Regions from separate parts of the Mus musculus genome. Here all the other regions are linked to region 3. A link is a contact called in public promoter capture Hi-C data. All regions are on one chromosome and are shown on one strand. The core of a region is the stretch at or near the end of the contact, and the rest is flanking DNA. Distances in the headings are between cores, read along the strand shown.

Region 1 (6,045 bases), core at 2,485-4,984, 2.8 Mb after region 3:
CCATTCAAGACATTCACCTGCCTCTGCCTCCCGAGCGCTGGGATCAGTGGTGTGCATCATCACCATGCCCAGCCTAGGTACCTTTTCTCTTTTAAAAGGTTATTTTGGTCAGTCTGGGAGGCTGAAAATTCATGTTTGGGGGAAGTCCCTTCAGCCCAGCTTCTGGTGAGAACCTCAGTGTGTGTGGCCTCACCGTAAAGGTCAAGTGTAGTGGTGAGGGAGGGAGAGAGAGAGAGCATAGCTAGAATTCCAGGGTCAGGCTCACCCTTTTATAGCAGCTTGCTATCTGAGAGCTAACTTAGTGAGACCACTGTTAATCCACAATGCCCAACCGCTCAGCTTCCTATAAACTCCATCTCTGAAGATACCACTAGAGTATTGCCACACTGAGTAACACTGCCCCCATGCCCACCTTTGGAGAATAAGCCATATCCACACTACACAAAGAACCTTCAGGCGGCTGGTTCATGGGATGTGTCTAGTAATTCCTTTTTAAAGAGGAATTTTAAATAAATAGGTCCAAACTGCTCTGTGCTCCATAAGATGTGATGGTGATTTAAAGATCAAAGTGTGTGATTGGAGAAGCCTACTTTGTTCAGAACTCTGCAAATGACTAGACCCGATGTCTAAGCCCACACAGTATCTGGTGATTTTTATGACTCTTATATGAGTGCATCTTCATGTGAGATGTGAAAAATGGAGGCTTCTACAATAAGCCACACCTCTCTGCATTGGTTTCTCCAGGTTGGTGTCTATAATGCTACTATATACTCACCTATGATCACCTCTCTAGGTTTCAGGTTTTAATATTCCCATGTTTACATTCATCAGTGCAGTATACATTCATTAGTTCATTAGTTCTTGGGTGTTACTTGGTAGACAGTGTGTGCTTACTCCATGTGAGGCCCCTGTGCCACCCTGAGCACATCACCCCTCAAAATGTGTTCTTACCCTTCTTTGGCCCTGATCTACTGTTTTAGGGTAACAAGCACTTATTATATTCCCTAAGCATCATGGTATGGTGTTCTACTGGTTCCCCAGTTAAAACTAATTCTACTAAAGATAAAGAAGTCTCTCTAATTTAAAATGTTGCATTGCCCGGATTTATACTGAGATCTAAGCAAATCTTAATGGCATTCTTATGTTGCTAGGTAGCATGTTTGTTCCCAAGAAACTAGCTTATCACTGCTATTCAAAAGAAAAATACAATCCCAGCAGGGGTGGCACACGGCTTTAATCCTAGAGTTTGGGAGGCAGAGGCGGGTGGATTTCTGAGCACAAGGCCAGCCTGGTCTACAGAGTGAGTTCCAGGAAAGCTAGGGCTACACAGAGAAACCCTGTCTCAATAAACAAAAACAACAACAACAAAAAAAGAAACAAACAAACAAAAAGAGAAAAAGAAAAAAACAAAACAACCCACAGTCATATTTTCAACACTAGTCTCCTACCAAAGGCTTGCTTGGTTTAGTTAAGTTATCCTAATAAAGTCAATCTCTTTTGGTAGACTAGTCTTGCTATGTTTGCCAGGGCTGATATTATGAACTCTACTATAAAATACAATCCATTCACTAACACATCTTATCTTTATTGTCCTTACCTTATCTAATCTTATAGCTTTCTCATATAAAAGCAAGTATAGGGTTGGTCAGTGGTGGCGCACGCCTTTAATCCCAGCACTGGGGAGGCAGAGGCAGGCGGATTTCTGAGTTCAAGGCCAACTCAGTTCCAGGACAGCCAGTCACAGAGAAACTGTCTCAAAAAAACAAACAAAACAAAAAAAGTAAGTATAGGAAACATAATAACATAGTGACAAGTCACTAAGAATAAGTTGTAGTTTGTTTGTTTATCGAGACAGGGCCTCATTGTAGCTATGGCAGGCCTAGGATTTGCTATGTAGCCTCAAAAGCTCCAGATCAGTTTGCCTCTGCAGACCTCTCCAGTGCTTTGAGCTAGTCACTGCACCCAGCAAGTTGTAACTAATTTAAAAAACAAAACAAAACAACAAAAAACATAGTCCCCTACACCATATACATACACACATTCTCAAAACAATTTTTTTGGGGGGAGGGGGGTTCAAGACAGGGTTTCTCTGTATATATAGCCCGGGCTGTCCTGTAACTCACTCTTTAGACCTGGTTGGCCTCAGAACTCAGAAATCCACCTGCCCCTGCCTTCCAGTTGCTGGGATTAAAGGCATGCGCCACCACAGGGTGGCCCCAGATGCTTTTTTTTAAATAAATGTATGCGGAGTATGTAGAATGTCAAATAAGACTCTGCAAAAGGACAACTTCTAGGCTAAGTCTGGTAAGAATAATCATTAGTGATGCATGTAGCACCCACATTGATAAAAAGGGTTACTGCCCAGCTCTGGTCTAGACATTGTTGCTACTGTATTGTAAAACTCCGTGATAGAATAGTTTTTGAAGAGAGACAAAACCCTAGTTTGTATTATTTCCATAATACTGTCAGTGAAGTCAAGAAACAAATTATGGAGGCAAAGGTCTTTTTTTCTTTGTTTGCCCCAAAGGCATCTCCCAATTTCTCATAGCTATAACTACTTTTAAACTCACGATCTCCAAACCTCTAACTGCTTTCAGGCTGACAAATCTGCTCAGTAGCTCTGCCCTTGCAAACAAAGCTCTTGCAAGCAGGAGGCCCCGTGCAAAACAACAACAAATAGAAAAACCTTCAAGTGTTGCAGGACCTTCAGCACCACCACCCTACAGAAGCTTATCTCTAGAACAGTTCTAGTTTCAAGGAGATCTGAACGGTCCCTTCCCAACCTGGCTAGTGAAAGCAAACTCCAGAGTAACTAACCCGCGACGAGAGATGCACATTCTTGGGAGCTAACCTGTAAAGAGCACTCGGGAGCAACGCGACAGCCTAAGTTAAAGTCTATGCAGGCAAAGTGTACCCCACCCCCACTTGGTCAATATCCTGAGTAGGTACTTGACTTGATTCTCGAGATTCACCCTCCTAGCCCTGATCCCCCCTTCCCAGTCATGATCCACCCTCATTGTCTTGCGTTCCCCGTAGCACAGAGCTGGGAAGCGGCTCGTGGAACTGTGCAAATACTTGCCATTCCACCCCCACCCCTCCATCCTGTTGCTCACCGGTGCTGTAGCCCCACGAGTCCCAGAGTGATCACATGCGGCACATCTAGCTGCGTGGGCCAGTCTCCAGAAGCGATGCACCCAAACACACCACATTCCTCGCGGATCCCCAACTCCTCCAGCTCCATGGCGCCTCGGAAAGCACGTGGAGGGACCTGCTGCCGCGGCGTGGTCCAAGCACCAACCAGCTGTCCGCTCCGCTATCGAACGCCTCAAGAGGCTCGCGCTACTGACTGCCTCCTTCCCGGGCGGGCTAGGTTCTCGCTACTGCGGCGGCGCGCTTCATAGAAGGGGCGTGACCAGTTCTGCCTCCCGCTCTCCGCCAATCAGCTAGGGCAAAGAGAGGGGCGGGGCTACGGAGTCAAAGAGGTGGGGAGGAGGCCGAGGTCAGGATCGCTACTTTCTCTGCACGTGGGAGGCTCCGTTATTTTCCCGCGCCCAAGGAGTAGGTGATGAGAGTGGCGCAGCTGATCGCGTGGGTCCCTCAGAAAACCTGAGCCGTTCGTGCCCCCTGGTCTCACGCCGTCCCCCGGCCGTCAGGACTTGGTCCGCTCCAACCCAGAAACCTCTCCGGCCAGCGGGGGCCTTGCAGCATGCGCGCCACTTTTTGGCTGCCTGCGGGGAGGGGCCGCCCGGAAGCGGGGTCGCGTCAGCGCGCCTGCGCGGCGGGAAGCCTGGGGACACGACTCCAGCCCCAAGCACAGCCAGCCCGGTACTTCGGGTTCGCCGGTGGGCTGTGGGGCTAGGGCGTGTCCTTGATATTGCACCTCCCTTTCCCGCCCTCTGATCCTGTGGTCGCCCTTGTTTTCCAGAACACTGCCCTTTTTTCCCGCGCGGTCTGCTCCTCTAGTTCACCTCGGATAATGGCGACAGCCGTAGGTGAGTAACTTGCTTTCGGACCCTAGGGTCCCCCAGCCCTCCGTCAGAGAGCTAGCAGGCTTGACGCATACACGTGCGGCCCCGAGGTCGGATGCAGGCCTTCCGACAAAGTGCCTGATCGGGTTCCCCAAGACGGCGCCTGGGGCCCGGAGCCTGCACACATGGTCCAGGCGCTGGAAGACGTGCGTTAAACTCTTAAGCACCCAGAGCCTATTTAAATAGCCAAAAGAAGGCCCCGGGACGGGAAGGAAAGTAGCAGAGTGGGAAAGTACTCTGAAGGTGAAATGGCCAGAAACTAACCAAGTGCCTAGAAACCTTGTAATAAGCAGATAAACAACCAAGAAAATCTATCAGGGTTTTTGTTTATTCTGGTAAAGTTAATATGCCAATAATCTCCTTTACTGCAAGTTTCGTAGTTTAAAGTGTTTGAAAACAGGTCCAAAATTTTTTGATCAGATGCTTCTTTGCAATCCCTGGAATTTGGGATTGTGGGCGTGGGCTAGTAACACCCTTAGGATATGGGTGTGGAGAGTGCAAAGTTACTTTATCCACTAACAAAACACTGTCTTGGAACAACACAAGTTTCTAGATTAATAAGGAAGCAGATCCTGTGGGCACTCCAACATTCTTTCCCACCTATGAAAACCACCCTGAAGTTTATAGGTAGTACAGCTCCATAAAATTGGGAATTAGGGCCAGACTTTTTCTGAGACAATCCACAGCGCCAGTACTTCTAAACTAGTAAAAATCTTAGAATCTAACCTCTTCCCCACATCTGATGTGGCCCTGTGCTGACAAGGGTCCGAAGAAGGTGTTCATATCTATAGTTTAATTTTGAATGGCTGTAAACTACCCTATAGATTCTGGGAACTGGACCTGGGTGCACTGTAAAACATCGGAGTGTTCTTAATTGCTGAGCAATCTCTCTGGCTTCTATTTTACTTTGTTGGTTTTGTATCCGTGGTTGTGTGCACTTGAGTACAGATGCACAGAAGCCAGGGCCTGTCTTGAAGCAGGAGTACACATGAGCCACCCAGTGTAACTGCTGTGAACTGAATTTGGATCAAGTATTGACTAAAACTCGTGTCTCCCATATTAAATCAGTATCTTGTGTCTGTTGCTCTTTAGTATTTAGCAGCCCAATGGTTCTTGGGTTAAATCTACATAGCTAATGAGTTAGTAATGAACTAGATAGAAGGCAACAGTGGGTCAGGCTGAGTATAGAGATTTTCAAGAGGACACAAACATTAAGGAAGTTAGAGTTCCAGAAAGGAAATTTACAGCTCAAAACTGGAGTTAGACCATGAGGGGCTTTTTAAACTTTGTTAATTCTTCTAAACATTAAGTTAGGAAGATGGCTATATTCATCTTTTACCTCACTGAACTATAGTGGAAATATTAGACAAGTTATTTATCACCAATGTCAACCAGAATCAAATTTAGCGTAGTTGAGGGAAAAAAATTACATTTATTTAGTGCTAATTAGAATTGTAATCTTAGATACCCAAAGGCAAGTAGGTTGGAATAGTGTATTTAGGGTTTTTTGTTGTTGTTGTTGTTTGTTTGTTTTGTTTGTTTGTTTTCAAGACAGGGTTTCTCTGTATAGCCCTGGCTGTCCTGGAACTCACTTTATAGACCAGGCTGGCCTTGAACTCAGAAATCCACTTGCCTCTGCCTCCTGAGTGCTGGGATTAAAGCTGTGAGCCACCATGCTCGGCGGGTTGTTTTTTCTTTAAAGGTTTATTTAATATATATATCAGTACACTGTAGCTGTCTTCAGACACACCAGAGGAGGGCATCAGATCTCATTACAGATGGTTGTGAGCCACCATGTGGTTGCTGGGATTTGAACTCAGAACCTCTGGAGGAGTAGTCAGTGCTCTTAACCGCTGAGCCATCTCTCCAGCCCCAGTGTATTTAGTTTTTACAAGATGCCCTTTTTATGGTTTTAAACAAGAAAGCTTCATAACAAATCATTCACAGCAGTATAGTTAATATTACCAAAAATTGGGATTTCTGATGAGAAGAAAACTATCTCTGGGTAGTTTGGGGG
Region 2 (6,492 bases), core at 2,856-5,355, 2.3 Mb after region 3:
CAAACACGGCTCTGGCTGGCCTTGCCCTTCTCCCCCATTCCCTCTGCCTTGCCAAACTGAAAGATTACATTCCTGCAGCTAGCCACCAAGGTCTATTTCCTTATTTGGCCACTTCCTCCTCCTTCTAAGGCTGACTACCAAGACACAGCTATCAAAATATTGAAGTCCAGCCATCAAAAGCCTCTCTTGGCTCCTCTAATTAACATGCCCAATTAAAATTAAACACCTCGTTCTAACAGGAGGTTTCCCCTTTACCTTTAGAAGCCACTATGTCCCATGCACTCTGCCTCCTTTCCATTCTGAGACAAATACCCCTCCTCAGTCTCCTTTGTCCCTTCCTCCTCTCCCTCATCGTCTATCTCCTGTGTTTGTCTCTTATCCCTGTCCTCTGTCCCTCTGGGATAAATACATCTCCTTTGTGCTGAGAACTTGGTCTTGGAGTCCTGAGCCCATACTTTTCCTGTCATATTTCACACTCTTAAACTCTCAGAATTTTCTCTACTTCGATGTCTCTCTCCTTTTGACACTGAAGAACAGTCTCCCCATGTCTTGAAACATCGCAAAGAAACTTGCTTCAAAGTATAACTCTATCTCCTTCACTTCCCGTTCCTATCACGTTTCTTCCTTGTTGCCTCGATTCCATAATCAAGTTATCCCAGCCCAGCCTTTGTGAGAAACAGCAAGCCCTGCTCTAGAGAAAGCTACAGCAAAGGTTCCTCCCTTCTAACAACTGGGACCTTTTGCAATGGATAGTTCTTTGCTGTGAAGGGCTATCTTTAATGTTATAGATCGTTCACCACCAACTCTGGCTTGTATCCACTAGATGTCAGCAGACCTCTTTCAGTAATGACAACCAAAAATGTCTCAAAACATTGTCAAATGTCCCTCAAGGACTGAAAATCACCTGAGGTTGATACTCACCAAACTATGCTAACTCAAAGGATACTGCAAAAATGGGCTAATATGTGCCAATATGAACAAGTGGAATGTATGAAAGTATGAAGTCAGAAAAATAAATACAGGTGTAAGGCTGGCCAGAGGAAGCAGATGACATCAGCCGACTTGCCATTCAATGTTTTGGCAAGGACGGGAGGAGTAAATTTTAACACACAGCCATTGTGCTTCCTAGATGTGGCTAAGATGCCAGAACAGTGCTGAATGGGTTCTGAGAGTCAGAAGGATGGTAAAGCGGGAGGGTCAGAATGAACTCACTCTGTCAAGAATAAAGAAGAGTGACTGGATTCTTTCCCAGAATAATGACAGAATGAACTTAATGCAAAGTATGTTGCCCAGAAGGGATCTCATACAAGTTGCCCTACTACCCAACCTTTTGCCCCAACAGATCTGAAGGCTTGGGATCTATGATGGCTAGAAGCACCTTGTGAAATCTCCAGAAAACCACAGTAAGAGTTGTCACACAGGTCCTCACTGCTCTGCAAGACATGCTTTCTGAAGCAGGGAACAATTCTCTACTGGGAAAACAAGGGTCATCTCTCATGAGGTGGATATATTATTAGTTCCACCAGTTCCCCGGTGCAGTTTTAGAAACAACCTGTTGAAGTATGAAAATGGAATAGAAAAGTCGACCAGGTTCAGGAAACACACATAATTTCAAGAATGGATAGTTCAGACTCCCCCCCCATCATTTACTTTCAAGACATCATTTTGGTATCTCTTCTGCAACTCACTTCCCTAGCCACATAGGAGTTCTTTATGTCTACCAAATACATAATGAAGGATTTGATCTGCCTCATAGATAGGTTGACACATCACACTAACTGGTCAGTAACATTGAATTCCTAGTGCATGTCACTCTCACTTGGGGATAGCTCTTAGGAATACTCAGTATACCCAGGGAATCTTTCCTTTCAGCAGAGCTTGTATCAACACACTTTATTATTCAATTTTATATAAAGGAAGAAGTGGCCTGAAGTAAGATGTTTTTATCTCTCATTAATTCAGCCAATATCCACAATCATCAACACTATAGCATCACCAATCATCATTACTCCAATCTACAAATCCTTTCTCAGCACCCTCAGGCTGAAGGCAGAACTACAGAATCCACGGACACTCCTGGATCACTCAGTGTCCCATTGCTGGGAAGAGACACCGTGACCACAGCAACTCTCATAAAGGAAGACATTTAGCTGGAACTTGCTTACAGGTTGAGAGGTTTAGCCCATCGCCATCATGTCTGGGCATCATTTTGAAGTGATGTGTGTAGAGATTTAAAACCCAACTGAGGGCATGAGCAGATGAGTATAGATATAATATAATTTAATATAAATATTATATAATCATTATTATTATTGCTGTTCAGTTATCCAAACAGAAATATCAGAGGCAGAGAAGTGGATACAAAAATCTGGAGTTCAGGAGTTCAGAAGAGTCTAGCCTTCTGGAATACCACTCACTTCTCAACTGTGAGGAGAGCTGTAACATAGGTACAGGGGGTTGGGGGGAAGAACAAAATGGAAGACCAAATGACAACAAAAACACCCAAATGGAATTGTCAGCTAAGATGTCCAAGGCAAACATTCTGGAGCTCAGGAGGAAACACCAGGGAAGTCTATCCAAATATATAGAACTAGATCCTGTGAGAGTCATCTCAAGTAACCCCGACTAGAAGCTGATCATTGTAGCAACAAACATGTCCCTATTCATTATTTCTCCTAGGTCTCCCAAAATTTTATCTTAAGATAAACGGTGCAAATACTGTGCACAGCTCATCTGTCATATTCTTAAGAAATTCATGCCGAGCGGTGGTGGTGCACACCTTTAATCCCAGCACTTGGGAGGAAGAGGCAGGTGGATTTCTGAGTTCGAGGCCAGCTTGGTCTACAAAGTGAGCTCCAGGACAGCCAGGGCTACACAGAGAAACCCTGTCTCGAAAAACAAAACAACAACAACAACAAAAAATTCATCCTATGTGCCTAGTCCTGCAGTGACTTGATGTCACAGGGTGGGTTGGTATCCAAGAAGGTCTCCACCCCACCCCTTCTCAGAAGAGAAGGGAAGCAGAGAATGAGGGAGAGGCTGGGAAGGAGGGTGAGAATTGGAAGGAGGGGTAGGCTAAGATCCACATGCAAAGTAAATAAATAAATGGAAAAAAAACAGCAAAGAAAAAAAGAAGAAAGAAAACCATCCTGGTAGAGTATGTTATCCTAACTTCGCAATCACCTTTTCTAGTCCTACCTCATTGCGAACTCCTTCAGTATAAAAAAATTGAATGGCTTTTTTTAATTTTTATTTTTTAACCTGGAAATCAAAATTTGCAGCACTCAATCCCTGCCAGGGATGCGGCCTAAATGAATCACTTGTCTTATAGCTCGAACTCTCGGCATCATTTATGTTTCTCACACTGAAACAAGCAAGCATCACCTTTAAAACAAAGATTCTATTTCAGTATCTGATGTGAGGTGGCATGGGTGAAGTTTCTAAAAAAACACCCAAGAAGAAGGTCTGTGCAGTCAGGGTAGAGTATGAAGTGGGTAAATGACCAAAGCTGTTTATGGGAATTAAGTGTCCAGAACTTAAGGGTACTAGTGACATCTATCCCAGAGAATCTGACTTAACTCACTAAAGTTCTTCCAAGAATCTAGTTAGCAGGGTTTTACATATGCACAGGAGAGAACATTTAATGCGCTCTCAAATGAGTTGCTACAAATATTAGAATGGGTACGTCTACAAAAAGGAAACATCACCATTATCAACTCCTCAAATCAGCCTATGCTAACAGTTCTCAACATTCCTAATGCTGCAACCTTTTAATACCTTTCCTCATGTTGCAGTGGGTCCCAACTATTAAATTATTTAATTTCTACTTTAAAACTGTAATTTTGCTACTGTTATCAATTGTAATGCAAATATCTGATATATTGGATATCTGCTATATGACCACTATGAAGGAAGGGGTCGTTTGACCCGCAGGTTGAGAATCACTGGCCTATGTGCTTGCAAGCCCCGCCCCTGTCTTTTCCACGCCCACAGTCCGCCTCTGCCCCATCCATCAAAGCGCTGTTCCGCCTCCTCCAAGTCCATTGGCCAATCTGTTTTTCCTCTACTGTCTCCATTTCCGGCTCCACAGGGTCAACTTCCGGTGCAGAGAGACACGTGACCGGATACGGGAAGTGGCGGGTTCTGGCCGCTGCTTTTCCCTGTTCAATGAAAAGTGCTTCAAAGCTGCTATTGCTGCCGGCGCCCTTCCTGAGTCCGTCTTGGAGCACCAACCTCGGCCGGCCGGCTGGCCTCGCGGTAAGCTTCCGGCCGGGGACCTGCGGTCTTGGAGGTGGTAGCCTAAGTGGAGGCAGTGTTGCATCCGCGCCGGGTCGGCCACTCCCCAGTGACCCGGCCCACCCACCCTGCTCCACTTCGGGGCTGCAGAACCCGGGCTGCGTCCTTCCTTAGCCGGTGCTGTCCGGGGCTCTGGGAAAAGGCGGAGCCGGGAGGCAGCCAAGTCTCTGTCCACAGTTCCGCCCATCCGGGACAGATTTCATTTTTGTCCTACTAGCGTGGCCTGGAAGAGAAAGACGTGACCTGGGCTTCTGCTGGTCCGAATCAATATAACATGTCCTTATAAATCTTCTAAGTGCATTGCCCAGCCTCTGAACAGTTTTTTTTTCTGGATGACATGTCTCCGAGTTGAGATGTCACTGCAGTACATGGGCCCAACCCACTAAGGCACTAGCATGGACACACAGTGTAACGATGGCCCTATTAAGCTGAAGGAAGTATGTATGTACACAATGAACCGAGGTTAGCTGCCTCTGTAACGGGCAGCCTTGAGGTTTTAGAAGGCGAAGATCTAAAGAGAACCCAGAATATGGGCGTGGTTTTTAGACCTGGGAAATAGTTGTGAAGGCCACTATTAATAATACTGGCATAATGTAAAGTTCAGTATAAACACTGGAGAATTCATCTCTAGATCCAAAGAAGACTGACTATCACAATGCTACGTCAACCCGTTCATGTCTTAAAGATTCTCCATTATACCCCAGAGTGCTGCCTGGCACTTAGTGAATAGCAATATTTATATTAGCAATATAATATAGCAATATAGTAGCAATGCTTATGTCTAATTCCTTCATGAGTTATGACCAGCCCTCTGCTGTTTTTACCGTTTACCATGTACTATGGTGAATATTGGCCATTGCTAATGGTTCTTTTGGCCAGCTTTTACTATTGCAATCAAGCAGGTTACGCCAAGAGCTTGTTAGTGAGTACCCAACACACAAACCTGTGATAGAGCACCCCTCCTCCTCCTACTACTCAAGAGATGGCTGTGGAGATCTAGGAGATGACACTCATGTCCCCATTAGATAGCAAGCATTTGCCTCGTAAATACAGTAAGGGCTCTATACATTTACATGAAAAGAGCCGTGTGGATTGAGACTTTCATTGAGTCAACTAAATACAAATGGAGAAATGTAGGTTTGAATAAGGAAAAGATAGTGGTATGCCCTGCATGGGAAAGTGCTTAAGCAAAGAAAGAACAGAGTGTTCTGAGTGCAAGGCATGTCTTGAGAAAGCTGGGTTGCTGTTGACCAGGTGTGTGGTAGAATGAGAACTGCTTTAAAGTTATTTACTAGTTTTTCAGGGAACTTGTAGAAGCCTAAAGAAAAAAGAAAGAGATAACGGGTGCTATTACTTAAAGGCAGTAAGTCTTGGTGGCTGTGTTGGCAGCAAGTTGTGGGGGAGAGGGATAGGATATGTAGATGAAGAAGTTACAGGATATGCTCACAGATTTCACGTTGGCATGGAGGAAGCAATCAATTACAGTAGAGTTTGAATCTGGGTATTCTCTTACAGATGCGAAAGTTGGAAAGAGGTAACTCTGAGGGAGCGATCCCTGGTCTGTTATTGAGTGGGACAGTATTCCCTAAAATGTTTACTGAGTGTGCACTGTGTGCCTCTCGGCAAATGCTAGGAATATAAAGATGGATAAGATAAGGTTCTTGCCAACAGAGAACTACTTTTCGGAGTAGTAGAGGCTAGACGGCGCTAGCTATAAAACACAGGTTGGAAGAGCTGTAGTCAGCAGAGGTAAGATGGGGACAGAAGAGGAGTTTTTCTAGGAGAGAAGGCTTCAAAGAAGAGGCAGTGTGTTATCAGAATCCTTGAGGGCAAGTTGGAATTTGCAGTGACAAGAATTTGAGAAAAAGGGAAACAGTGAACAAAGCCCAGAGACAGTTTCCATAGCGTAAGATGGAGTAGAGCTTTAATGTCACATCCGGGCCCTAGGACATATTAAGGGGCATTGTACTGGCTGGGTTTGGGTGTCATCTTGACACAGGCTGGAGTTATCACAGAGAAAGGAGCTTCAGTTGGGGAAATGCCTCCGTGAGATCCAGCTGTAAGGCATTTTCTCAATTAGTGATCAAGGATGGGAGGGCCCATTGTGGGTGGTGCCATCCCTGGGCTGGTAGTCTTGGGTTCTATAAGAAGGTAAGCTAAGCAAGCCAGTAAGTAACATCCCTCCATGGCCTCTGC
Region 3 (6,516 bases), core at 2,524-5,023:
ATGTGCTCCTACAAAACCCACGTTTCTTTTGTCAAGTCGTTTTCTCACACTGTACTGAAGTTGCTTGGCCACATCTCAGCTTTCCATACTGAACGTAGTCACTCACCCGAGTAAGTCCCAGTTCTGACACAGTGCCTGCGGTACTCACAGGTACTCACAGCCCAGATGCTACACTAATATTTATTAAACTTACATTCTGGGATCCTAAGCACTTCCAGACACCAAATTATCTCTGAAAGCTCTCAGATCAAAGATTGACTTTAAAGATCCAAGAGAGTGTTAGAAACTCCAGATGCTGAGGTGAAATCGCAACTTAGCAAAATATTTCGGTCTTTACTCCCCCACATCCCTCCTATTTTTTAATCTCCTATCCTCTTATGTTTACTTAAGAAATAGACATGGGAGAGAGGAGGGGAGGGAGGGAGAGAGTGTGTATACATCACTTCGAAACATCATCAAGCTATTTATATATGCAACATATTTATGTACATACAGGTGCGTGTGGTTATGTGCCAGTGCGCAAGTGAATGAACACACACACACACACACACACACACGTTTGAGCAACCATGTGGAGGTCAGAAGTCTATGTTGAGTGTCTTTCTCAATTATTGCCTATCTCATTTATTTTTAGACATAATTTTCTCACTGAACATAGAGCTGTTTCTGTTAGACTGTTTGGCCAGCAAGCCCCGAGATGGAGTTCCCTGTCTTCATCTCTCCAAGGCCTGGACTGAAGCTGTGTGCCACAGCGCCTGGGTTTGTCTTTTGTTTTCACATGGGATTGAACTCGGGTCTCCTTTCTTACTCACAAAGCATTTAACCAACAGAGCTATCTCCCCAGCCCTCATTTGGTTGGTTTTAAATATCATTGATCACCTGCCAATTTGTGGTTTGTGTTCATCATGGGCCCAGTGATCTTTTTGAGGATGTGTGTGGAACTTTGTTCTCTCATTTTTAAAGAAAAGATGCTCTCAGATTCTTTAGCACAATTTCCATCTAAAGGTAGGACCCATGTGCCTTGCCGAACACTTGGATCTGTGTGAGTTCTGTGTGCTGGGCCATTAGCACATAATAGAGCAAAGCTTTGCTGGATTCCATGTACAAGCCTTAAGAGATGGGGTTCTACTTCCTGTCTTCAGAGTGTCCTCTTAGAAGTCACTGTGTTCTGAAGCAGCTTGAGTTATGCTCAGCTCTTCCCACCTTTCTGATTGAAATGCAGATGTGTGTGAATGAGGAAGCCATACTGGATGGCCAGCCAGAACCGTGAGTTAGGTTAGAACCTAACTCAGCTGTCATCTGACTTCCATCTTTCACCAGGAGAGAGTCCAGGAAAGAACGGTGCCATTGTGTCTGGACAAGGACCGTGAACCAGTTTGGGGTGGTTTATGGAGCAGCAGGGGAATGGCTCCTAGAAGTAATGATAGTGTCTGCCTTATAGTCAGTCATAGAGCAGAGTCAGCCTGCTTCTGGCTTCGGAGTGAAGGGATTACATGATCATTTTCTCCATAACCTTAGATGTAAAAAGTGAAATTTCTTTCCTATAGTCTGGAATAAAATAGATAATCATGTCTCCTGTCCTGATCTGCCCTCTAATTTGGTCTCTTTTTTTTTCTTACAAATTTGGGTTTCCAAGAAGTGATAACTAAGTGTTATCATCTGAGGTTAACCAGATGCAGGTGGGGGCTACTGGGTAGATGGTTTTAAAGTAACACCCGTTCCTTTTCTCATTTCCCCTCCTCCTCCTCCTCCTCCTCCTCCTCCTCCTCCTCCTCCTCCTTCTTTTCTCTCTCTCTCTCTCTCTGCTTCTCTCTCTCCCTTCCTTCCTCCTCCACTTCTCTCTGTGTTTTAAGTACAGCCAGTTCATTTTGACTTAAAGTAAGTATACTCTATTCAGCCTTCATGATGCAGACAGAAAAATCACTGGTCTGGTTAGTCCCATGGTAACGAAAATGAAACACCAGACGCTAAAGTGATTCAAGGCAAAATTCCCTTTGAGAATCTTTATCAGGTCTGTGTGTGCAAAAAGCAGCCGAACAAATGTTGTAGACTACGTAATTATTTCCCATGTAAACACTAGAGAATTGCAGGCTAGAGGGCCGGGGGCTGAAAGGTGCACGGTACCTTAATTATAGCCTTGCTAAGTTTGATTTTATAGACCGGCAAAACTCAAGTTTGATTTAAACCACACAGAAAGACATGATGCAAATTGGCCATGCCCTTTGTCCCAGACTCAGACGTCTGATCTTGCTTCAGTCCAGTGTTTTCCCTAGAAGGCAGACTTTTACTACCGTGACTGCTCAGCCTGTTTGCCACCCCACCCCCTCCATTCTGTTGTTCATCCTGGAAGACTTAACCAGGCAAGTCTACATAATCTTCCTAGTTCCCCTCCGATTTCTTCACCCCTTCAAACTGTTACTAGATACAGGGTTTGTCCCGGTCTGACCAGAGTAGGAGGGTAAATTCTTATTACCTGGTGAATGAAGCCCAGAATGGACTGTGATTAAACAAGAAACGGTGTGTTGAGCCTGGAATCAGCTTCTTTTGCTTTTCTACCTTCAATAAAGGTGTACAAAATGCCACAGGCTTTGCTCTTAGGCACCAAGATAAAAGGCCCTGAGGGTTGTAAGGGCATGCTGGTGGCGATAGATAAAGTAGGTTGCTGAAGTTGGGATCTGGCCAGCAGTTGTCTGTGATTTTCTCTGATGAGGACACGGGGGTACTTGGTATTTTTATGAGTGCTAGACTCCTCATCTTCCTTGGCGACAAGCCACTTTTAACTAACCTTTATGACTAGGCTAACCGTGGGGCCCCTCTGCCTCCCGGTGAGTCCAATCCACAGCTGCACTGACTTCTTGTCTTACCTTTCACAGATCTGGGAGGAGGCGTGACTGGGCTAGCCATGCAAGCTTGTTCTAGTGACTTTTAGCCTGGCTTTGCCTCTCGGGGTGCGGTACTTGCTTTCCACGTTGTGTGCCTTCTCGTGGGCTTGCACTGTTGGCAAGAACTAGAACAAAATAGGTATTTTGCCCCAAAGACAAACGCCACATTTTGGGTCACGGAGGGGTGCCTTTGTTTAGGAATACAAGGATGGGGAAAATGTATAATCCAGGATAATACTTTGAATGTAGCCAAGTCAGTGCAAAGATGTCGAGCGCACGAGCAGAACATAGGGCAGGGCCAAACAGGGCAGTGACCTATGGGGCTCCCAGCAGGTTCCTTGGGGTCAGAGGTGGAGAAGCCAGTGGTCAGAGAGGTTAGGGGACCTGGGACCCAATTCAGAGAATGCCTAGGGACTGACCTACGGAGGCCCAGCGGCGAGGTTGGCAGACAAGGGTGGGTGCTTCTAAACCCACCGCGGATCTGAGATCCCGCGGACACGCCAGGTCTCCTATGAAGGCAAGGACAGATTCCCCCCACGTGGACCTGAGACCCAGCAGACACGGCCAGATCCCCCCACGCGGATCTGAGACCCCGTGACCCCGCAGGCACCGGTGCGGCCGCGTGCTAGCGCAGCGGGAGCCGGCTGGGTCCCGCACGTTGCCACCCTCGCGCCGGCCGCCCTGTTTTCCTCGGATCTCACGGGGCCCCGCACTCGCTCTCGGCTCCTGTGGGGGCGCAGCCTGGTAGTGCAGGCCGTGGGCGGGGCCTCGAGCGGGGCGCTCGGGGATTGGCTGCTGGAATGGAGGCGGGGCCTGGGCCAGAGAAAACCCGCGCCCCGGCGGCTGCCATCCCAGCCGCGATCCGGAACCCCCGAGCCTCTCTTCTCGTCGCGCTCTCCCGTTCTTTCCAGTTTCTGCCCGCGCGCCCTCCGACGGGGTACCCTCCTCTCCTTGCAGCGCGAGCCGTCTCCTGTCCTGACTTTCCTCCCCGCTCCGTGCAGCCGGGCCGTAGCGGCGATGCGCCTCATCCAGAACATGTGTACCATCGCAGAGTACCCCGCCCCAGGCAGCACCGCTGCCGACTGCTGCCTGGGGGCTGCGGGCCGCCGGCTCGTTAAGATCGCCGTGGTAGGGGCCAGCGGCGTGGGCAAGACCGGTGAGTCCATGCGAGGAACCCGCTTGGTGGAGGGGCGGGACGTGGGAGACCCCCGCTCGGACTGGAACTGAGAGACGGTGGGCGTTGCAGTGGGATCCTCTGCCTCTTCATGTCTCTGCTTTAACGAAGAGGGTCACTGGGGCCCAGAGCGTCCCGCCGACTTTCGGGCCAGAGTAGAACTTTGGGGCTTTGGGCTTTTGGCAGGATCTGGGGCGGAATGGGGGAGCTAGTGATTGTAACCCCTCCAGGAGTTCCGTAAGGTTAGGAAGAAGTTTGCCTGCTGGAAGGCTTAGGTGTGGCCCAGCTGGGCTCCGCGGAGGGGCTGGGCCTCAAGACCCTTCCTGCTGGCAGAGCTGTAATTCACTCCTACCTCCTTGTGTCTGGTAGAGGGTCAAGGAGCCCTCGGTGGCCGGCTGTGACTTTCTTTGGAAGAGTTGTTTTCCAGGTGGGGGTGGGGTGGAGAACCGTCTAACTTAGTGGGTTAACAGTCTGTTTTCTTTTCTGAATTGCAGCTTTGGTGGTCCGATTCCTCACTAAACGATTCATCGGGGACTACGAACGAAATGCAGGTGAGGAAACGTACGGAGACCAACCCTGTTGGGATGGCCGCCCTCATTTCTCAGTACCTTTAAGGACACTTCCTTCAGAGTGACAGTGTTTAGCATCAAGATTCTGCTACTTCCAATTCTGCACGCCCCCTCCCCCTCCCCCTTCCCCCTCCCCCCAGCTGCCATCTGGCCTCATTCCATTCTTGGCGCATTCATCATTTTATCAAGTGCCCGAAAGTATTCCCTGTGGTATGTTTTAACTATAGGGACCCCAGTTGGAAGCACCGTTTGTACTCCAAGGCCTTGTCCTTTAAAACATGCCTGCAAAAGTCATAAAAAAAAAAAATACCCAACCAAACAAAAAACCCAGCTGCAAGCTCCTCCCCCACCCTCTCCCTCTGCTGGCTGCCTTTCAGGGGCGACCTTTGAAAGCAAAGGCCAAAGAAGAGTTGTAAGCCTAAAGTTCTTTCCTTAACAAAGACAAATAAGTAGCTGCTATGATTCTAGCAGGGGGAGAGCAAATTGCTTAACTAAGTAGACTGTATGGTTAAATTAGTAGACTTGTATTAAGTACCAGTTGGGGATTTAGTTGAAATGAGCCATATAAGCTGTCCCAAGATAAGACCTGGTGGCCTTCTGCTTTGATATAGAGCTGATCAGAATCATGGCACATATTCATGCTAAGAGGGATGCTAACTGTGCATTTACTAACCGTGTTTGCTTATGAAGCTATTGTGGGCAAAATATAACTGTTCAGAGAATGATAATATAAAATAAAAACAGAAACCCTGCGTATACTGAGCCAGAAACTTTCCTCCGTGGAACTACTCTAAATATGGAAACTCAGTTAAAATTAGACCAGCAAGTTTCTAAAAACCCACAAACTTTGACCTACTTTTGATAAAATTTGATAATCTACTAGCAGGGGCTTAAGACTGCACGTGGCCTTTAAACAAGATCTGAATTAAGTGCATTAACTAGAAGTAAATCACATCTTTCTCTTGTGTGTATCGGTGCAAGTCGTGGTACATTAAAAACAAACAAACAAACAAACAAAAACCCAAACCATAATGTTTCCCGAGGCTGCACATGAAAGAGGAACACACTCTCCTTTCTCTGTCTTCATAGGTAATCTCTACACAAGACAAGTTCACATAGAAGGAGAAACGCTGGCTATTCAGGTCCAGGACACTCCGGGCATCCAGGTGAGACACTGATGCTGACAGGGCCAGAGCAGACACCGGCGGCTGAGGCACTGCTCACTTGTTTAAGTGTAAGGGACACGAGATGTGGGCAGTCAGGTCTAGACGGTACTTGTGGTTTGACAGTTAAATTGTACCTGACCGCAGGTCAGCCTTGGCCCGGTTCAGTTTGGGGAGCTGGGAGAAGAAGGGGAGCCCCTCTTGTAGGAGGGGAATCACCGGAGCAGGGGGAACCAAACCAGCCCTTAGAATTGGCAGTACTTCCTTCCTTTGGTTTTTATTTATGTGCCTTTGGCATCAAAACCCAAATATTCAGGCCCAGTCTCCAACACCCGGAATCACTTTTATGTTGTGGAAAGTTTCTCTGTAGACAAAAGAGCTCTGCTAGGATTTTTTCCCCCCTTCCCCGTCCTGAACTGGGCAGTTATCCAGGTTTAAATGCTTCCAGCTCCTATCTTCCCCAGACTTACTGTCTAGCCAGTTAATTTCCCATTTTGTGCAACTACAAAGTCGCTCTGCGTGGAGTTCTCTGCAGGTCCATTTTCCACTTGAGTGTGGTGAGCTGCCCTGTTATTTATTCCCTCCAAGCAGCTGGATCAACATATTGTTAAGAAAGCCCAAGTGTGTGGGGAATAGAACTTGTTTACAACCCGTAACCCGCCATCCATCGCTATGAAGGGTTCTTTTGAATTGAGGGATGTGCTGTGGCCAGAGCTCAGTGCCGTGCC
Region 4 (6,562 bases), core at 3,375-5,874, 2.7 Mb after region 3:
ACACTAGGGAAGATCTGGGCATTTTTGTGTACCACAGCTAAAAGGTGCTACTGGTATTTAATGGGCAGGAGATGGTAATGGTACTAACCATCTTATATGGTGTGGGAACCTCCCACAGCACACACTCAACCAGAAAAATGACATCACTAGGGTGAGAAGCAATGCCAGAGTTAGTGAATTCAGAAGTCAAGACAGATGCAAGAACTCTTAAATTGAAGTCAGTCAATAACTCTGTCTGCCTGCCCCCCCTCCCTCCCCACGTCATACAAACCCCCGCCCCCCGCCATGCACTTAAACACCCAGACTTACACTAAGCTGCTGTTTTTCAACGAGAACATACTTTAGGTCACATTTTTTCATAAAGTAAGTTGATAAGGACGGTGGGGAGTCTGGATCAATGGGCGCATACGCTGCGGGGACCTGAAGAATCCTGCAGAGCGAATACAAGGTTAGGACAAGGACTACAGTGCTCCCATGAGCACTTGATGTCTCTATGAGCTTCACTGTTCATTAGAATTTCACAAAGTTTAGGGCTGAGCCTTGGTTGTAGTTATTTTATCTTGTGCCCAATGACTACCTAGGGTATTGTAAAAATTCTATTTTCACTTCTTATCCCACCCGGGATGGGGATGCAGCTCAATTGTACAGAGTTTGTTTAGCATGTTCAAGGGTTCAGTACTCAGTATTGAAAAAAAGAAAGAGCTCTTAGCACTTAATATACAGAAAGATAACATTTTAAGAGAGTTAACAAGTTCTGGAATGACAGCTCAATGGTTTGTTTGGTTTTTGGTTTTTGTTTTGTTTTACCTGAAGACAATTATAAAATGCTTTACCTGTTTTCTTTGACAGACAAATAAGGCCTTTATACTTTTGACATATTTAAATATTGTATTACTAAAAACTTTTAGTCTGTCCTTAATAAGCTCAAATTAACTAATGTACATGATCAAAAATTAATACCATAGGAAATGTGTACAGCAAATAAAACAATAGCTTACAAAGTATACTACATATTAAAACTATTAAATTGGTTTAGAGTAATATCAGTTTATACTAGAAATATTACCCTAAAATCCAGGAGGGTAAGTTTATCCCAGGTTGACAATAGAGACCAATTTCCCGAATTCCTCCAAAGTCACAGTGTGCTATCAGAAAATGGGATAATTCTGAAGCCGCGCTCAACAGAGCCTTGTAGGAATAGCACACTGGAGGCTGGTTATTGCCTTCGTCAAAACATACAGCTGTTCTATCCATATAGACAGAGGCAGTCCGAAGCACCAACTCCTGAAGAGTCATTTTATTGAGGTTTGTCTAAACATTGGTGGCTGAGAAATCTACACAGAAAGAAAAGTCAAACGTTAGGGGAGTTGTCAGGAGGTGAGGAGGGAACTTGTCTACTAGCAAAAATGACCATCAGCTGGGTAACTAGGTCAGTGACAGATCGTTTGCCAGTGTACCCGAGTCCAGTCCCCAGCATTGCAAAACAATGAACTGAAAGGAAGTGCCCAGATAAGAGCTGTCTATTTAAGGTTCTGCACAGCTGACTGGTGAAAGTGCGGGAGACTAGGTATTGGGGATATTGCATACTCAAAGATCAACTACCTTGGATTCTCCTGAAAGCAGGCTTACTGCCTACCTGTGTCCACCCAATGTCCTTGTGGCTGTCACCTGAAGCATCTGTGAGGATAAGCACCTTAGCTCCCACCACGCCCAGAGCTACAAACATCATCTGATCCCACCCCAAACCTATAAGAAAACTTCCCTTGATTTGCTGGAATCCACCTAATTCTCACCAATGTATTTGAAAAGCCTTGATATTTTACTGTCCTTTGTCTTTCAACTGTACAAGTTCATAGACCTGCTTCTACCTTGGGATATGATTTTTAGGGTAACCTAAATCTGTGGTCCTGAAACCTGATCACTCATATTTGGCTCAGAATAAATGATCTCCTATTGTACCTTTGGTAACAGCAGTACGTTGTGTCACTAAAACAAACAAAATCTGTAGCATAGATATATAACTGAAGCTCTAAACTTACAAAATACCTGTGGCAACTTTGCTGAAAGCAATGACATTAAAAAAAAGCAATTTGACAACAGTCAATGAACACTGGATCACACTTAAATATGTGGGAAGGATGTGACATTCACATAAAAGAAAAAAAAAAAGAACCCCCCCCCAAAAAAAACAAAACAAAACAAAACAGGCATGATGGAGCACACCTTTAATCCCAGCAGAGGCAGGTGGACCTCTGTAAGACCAACCTGGTCTATATAAAGAGTACCTGAACAGCCAGGGTTACACACAGAGATTCTGTCTCAAAAAAACTGCAAACAAAAAAACCACTAGGGATCAATGCTAACAAAAATATGGTAACTCCTAGTTTCCTTGAAGGCAAAGGAGACTTTCCTCTGAATCCTATTAACATATATCAGAGAAAAATAAGATTTATCAAGTGTCATATTATTCCAATTCTTTACCTGTTCATACTTAAGCGGTTTACTTACTGATTCAGAATAGAATTACTCTTCAATTTGTCATTTAATTACTATCCAACTGAGTTAAAGAAAAGGCCTTCTTAAACCCATAAAGTCAAAAAAGGATACAAAAAAACTGAAATGTGATTCCTAACTATTAAATTTTAAAGAACAAGACTATTTTGATACTTAGGGTATTTTTAAACAAATATTTCCATAAATCTAACTTTTATGTACACAAAAGATGATTTTCCACAAATGGCCATTAAACAAATCATATGATCTACATATAGTATGTTCTACAGGATATAGGGGATGAGTTTATTTTGGGATATAAGTGTAGCCAGGCGTGGTGGCACACACCTTTAGTCCCAGCACTCGGGAGGCAGAGGCAGACAGATTTCTGAGTTCGAGGCTAGCCTGGTCTGGTCTACAAAGTGAGTTCCAGGACAGCCAGGGCTACACAGAGAAACCTGTCTCAAAAAAAAAAAAGGGGCTGGTGAGATGGCTCAGTGGGTAAGAGCACCCGACTGCTCTTCCGAAGGTCCGGAGTTCAAATCCCAGCAACCACATGGTGGCTCACAACCATCTGTAACAAGATCTGATGCCCTCTTCTGGAGTGTCTGAAGACAACTACAGTGTACTTACATCTAATAAATAAATAAATCTTTAAAAAAAAAAAAAAAAAAAAAAAGAGAAGAAAAGAAAAAGAAAGAAAGAAAAAGAAAAAAAAAAGGCTATTGCAGTAGAGTATCTCCTGCTATTTTTGCCTACAGAAGACCACAGAATACCCAAATAAATTTTGTTAAGCGCCCAATTTTCCACATTAATGTATTATACATATTTTTACAAAAATCTAGTTTGAACCTGGGGATGTACCTCAGGAGTTAAACCGTCCTTGTTCTTTCAGAAGACACAGATTCCATACCAGCACCCAACTGGGGAGCTCAATACAGTCCATAGTTCCAGTTCTGGCTGATCCCACAGCCTTTGAAGACACCAGGCACGAACATGGTGCACTTACATACATGCAGGTAAAACACTGCTATACCTAAAATTAAAAAAAAAAAAAAAAGTCTGTTTAAAAGCTGCCTTTTCTCTAAAAAGCAAGCACGTGTAACTGCTATTTTCTCACAAGAAAATATAATCTACTAACATAATTCACAGCAGTAGAATAACAAGACTATAACTTAGGTTTTTTTTGTTTGTTTTGTTTTTTCGAGACAGGGTTTCTCTGTAGCCCTTGCTGTCCTGGAACTCACTTTGTAGATCAGGCTGGCCTCGAACTCAGAAATCTGCTTGCCTCTGCCTCCTGAGTGCTGGGATCAAAGGCGTGCGCCAACACGCCCGGCTATAACTTAGTTCTTAAAATGTCATTTTTATAACTAGCTACAAAACTCACCACACAAAATCTATAATTAAGGAGTTTTTCTACTTTGAATTTAAAAGCTCCCAGTGGCAAAATTCAGTCTTGTCCAGATATTCATGTCAGCCATTGAATTTTATGTCTCTGTCCCTGTCTTTGTCCCCCTCCCCTCCCTTCAGACTGACTTGGGCCATCGAGATGGGTCAGTGGAGAAACTAACTTGCCATCACACCAGAAAACCTAAGTGTGATCACGGGACTCACATAATGGAAGGAGAGAACCCACTTCCGAAAGGTCCTTTTTGTTTCTTCACCATGCTGCACGCGCACACACGCACAATTTTAAATTAAAAAAAAAAAAAAGAAAAGGAAAGAAAAACAAGTGAGCCATGAAAAGGGATGACCTAGCAAGCAAATTTCGTGTTATAGCCTTAAGATTAGCAGCTCGGTAATGTACAACTGTAAATAAAGCCATTTAATCACCAACAGATCCTGATCTTAAGGGTTCTCCCTATACTGGGCATTATATATATAGGTAAATTATCCGTCTGCATCTTATACTTCTCACGCAGCCACCTTAATTACAATCACAAAAGCCTCTCGTTGGCTCTCGGAACCACGCTAAGAGGTGGCGCAGCAGGTGACCGAGGTGACCCACACAGCCGCTCCAAGCTGGGGTCCGGCAGCTCACAAAGTCTCCCCGGGTCGCCCGCGCTCTCCCGCCCCACCTTCTCACGACAGCGCGTGGCGTGCACTTCCTAGCCCAGCCGCAGACGCTCAGCAGCCGTAAAACGGACCTCTGCGTCATCTTCGGGCGCCCGTGACGTCACTCCAGCGTCGGGGGGCGGGCTCTCGCCTACGGGGCTCCGCCCAGACGTGGCGCACAGGTCTCCGCCGCGTTTGGCCCAACGGGTTTGGTCCGTGCGGATTCAGCCCTGCCGCTGAAGGTGACGCTTCAGGCAACATGCCTGTGCGTCTGCGTGAATTTGAGTGTTCCGTGTGCCTGCAGGGGCCGATGATTCCCTGGAGCATAGTCCCAGGTGGTTGTGAGCCACCACATGGGTGCTGGAGACCTAGAAGGGACCTCTGGATGGCCAGTGAGCTTCCTTGACAGCAGAGCCATATCTCCGAGACCCGGAGTCTCCTCGTTCCTTAAAGTGCGGGTAGAAATATCCCAAAGGCTGAAGTGAAGTAATCACCGCCTAATTGGCGAGTAAATTTGGCTTATCCCCTCCACACCTTCTGGGAACATACTCAAGATTGGTTGCGACCGTCATGGCAGCGGTGAAGTATGCCAGGGAAGCCCCCTGTCAGAATGAAACTCCTAACTGGCGTTTGCAGCTATTTACAACACTTCCCTATGAGGAAACCCAGGCCTGTCTGAGGTCAACAGCAGTCCCTAAAGCCACTGTATGCCTGGATGTGTGTTTTTCCGATGGCACAATTATTACAATAAATGGGAAGGGTCACCACTGTGGTGAGTTACTGTGCCCTCGCAGAGAGGAAAGATGGGATTTTTGTCTTGGTTCCTGTTGGGGGGAGAGGTGGAAGTGGCTAAGCACTATCTACATACAGTGCCTTAAAAAACAAAGGAGTGTGTCCTTATCTGCTGGAAAACAGAAGCTTGTAAGGGTCCATGAAGAATGACACCCTGGACTCAAATAGTATGTAAACACAAAGTGTGTTTTATTCTGTAGCTCAGCATGGTGGGGTCGTCCCCATTACAAAGACACAGAGTAAAAGCAAATGAGCTCGCAGGCTCCATTGAAAGCACATTGGAATTCCAGGGTAGGAGAGCTTTATCTTACTTATCTCTAGGCATTGTTACTGGGAAGTCTAGAAATCTTTGTAGAGGAAGTCTGGAAACTGTTGCTGACCCATTGTCCTTACCTCAGGCTAGGTGGCCAGGCAGTCTCAGATATCAGGGCAGTTCTGACTAACTGCCTGAAGCCTTTTTTTTTCTTCTTCTTCTAGTAACTGATTTGCCTGACCTTAGGCCTAGTCTCCTAAACTGCTAATTTGAAGCCTGTCATGGAATCAGATCTGCCTTCTCATCTGTCCCTCCAAACAGTGCAGGAAATACCTGTTTGAAAACCACATTTTCCTGTGTACTATGGGCCTCGCCAAACACCTTTTTAAGTGTTGTATTTGTTCTCTTAGCTTTCTATTGCTGTGATAAAACATGACCAAAAGCAACTTGGGGGAACCAAGATTTATCAAAGCACTATCACTATCACAAGTCAGGACAGGAACTCAAGGCCTGAATCAGAGACTGGAATAATGGTGGTTACTGGTTTGCTTAGCTTGCTTTTCTTTCTTTCCTTTTTAAAAATTGTTTTATGTGTATAGGTCTTTTAAGTGCATGTTTATGCAACACATGGTGCCTGGAGCAAGGCCACAAAATGATCTTACTAGGTTGTCTAGAACCAGAGTTAATTGTTGAGTCACCCTGTGGATACTGAGAATTAAACCTGGGCCCTCTGGAAGAGCAGCCCACCTGCCCAGGGGTGTCATTGCCCACATCAGTCATGCAGCAAGAAGAATGCCCAATGCGACGAAGTGTTTTCTCAGTTGAGGTTCCCTCTTTCCGCATGACTCTAGCTTGGGTCAGGCTGACAAAGAACTAGCCAGCACACTTGACTTTTCTCTCTCTAGAAAGAACACCGTCTTTTTTTTTAAAAAAAAAAGATTTATTTATTATTATATCTAAGTACACTGT

What was found. Promoter capture Hi-C pulls out the DNA fragments that hold promoters and counts their contacts.
Region 1: a promoter capture Hi-C map of pre-B cells shows a contact between it and region 3. The contact joins the promoter of Ppat here to the promoter of Rasl11b in region 3. A contact is called at or near these places in 3 of 39 promoter capture datasets (hippocampal neurons, liver and pre-B cells).
Region 2: a contact with region 3 is called in a promoter capture Hi-C map of pre-B cells, with 3 times the contacts expected there. The contact joins the promoter of Exoc1 here to the promoter of Rasl11b in region 3. A contact is called at or near these places in 2 of 39 promoter capture datasets (hippocampal neurons and pre-B cells) and 2 of 115 datasets of contacts at active chromatin or transcription factors (astrocytes and pro-B cells).
Region 4: a contact with region 3 is called in a promoter capture Hi-C map of pre-B cells, with 3 times the contacts expected there. The contact joins the promoter of Aasdh here to the promoter of Rasl11b in region 3. A contact is called at or near these places in 3 of 39 promoter capture datasets (hippocampal neurons, liver and pre-B cells).

What each region holds. Positions count from the first base shown.
Region 1 is chr5:76,947,844-76,953,888 of GRCm38.p6, forward strand. Ppat (phosphoribosyl pyrophosphate amidotransferase) reads right to left here and starts at 3,735. Exons shown (of 11, transcript NM_172146.2): 1 at 3,114-3,735. The coding sequence starts at 3,241. Paics (phosphoribosylaminoimidazole carboxylase, phosphoribosylaminoribosylaminoimidazole, succinocarboxamide synthetase) reads left to right here and starts at 3,459. Exons shown (of 9, transcript NM_025939.3): 1 at 3,459-3,992. The coding sequence starts at 3,977. It overlaps LOC115486295 (a long non-coding RNA gene), which reads right to left and starts at 3,107. Exons shown (of 2, transcript XR_003955939.1): 1 at 1-3,107.
Region 2 is chr5:76,525,206-76,531,697 of GRCm38.p6, forward strand. It overlaps Exoc1 (exocyst complex component 1), which reads left to right and starts at 4,106. Exons shown (of 19, transcript NM_001289770.1): 1 at 4,106-4,257.
Region 3 is chr5:74,191,553-74,198,068 of GRCm38.p6, forward strand. Rasl11b (RAS-like, family 11, member B) reads left to right here and starts at 3,774. Exons shown (of 4, transcript NM_026878.1): 1 at 3,774-4,038; 2 at 4,551-4,607; 3 at 5,715-5,791. The coding sequence starts at 3,900.
Region 4 is chr5:76,900,852-76,907,413 of GRCm38.p6, forward strand. It overlaps Aasdh (aminoadipate-semialdehyde dehydrogenase), which reads right to left and starts at 4,625. Exons shown (of 16, transcript NM_173765.4): 1 at 4,572-4,625; 2 at 3,358-3,529; 3 at 1,067-1,334; 4 at 310-430. The coding sequence starts at 1,296.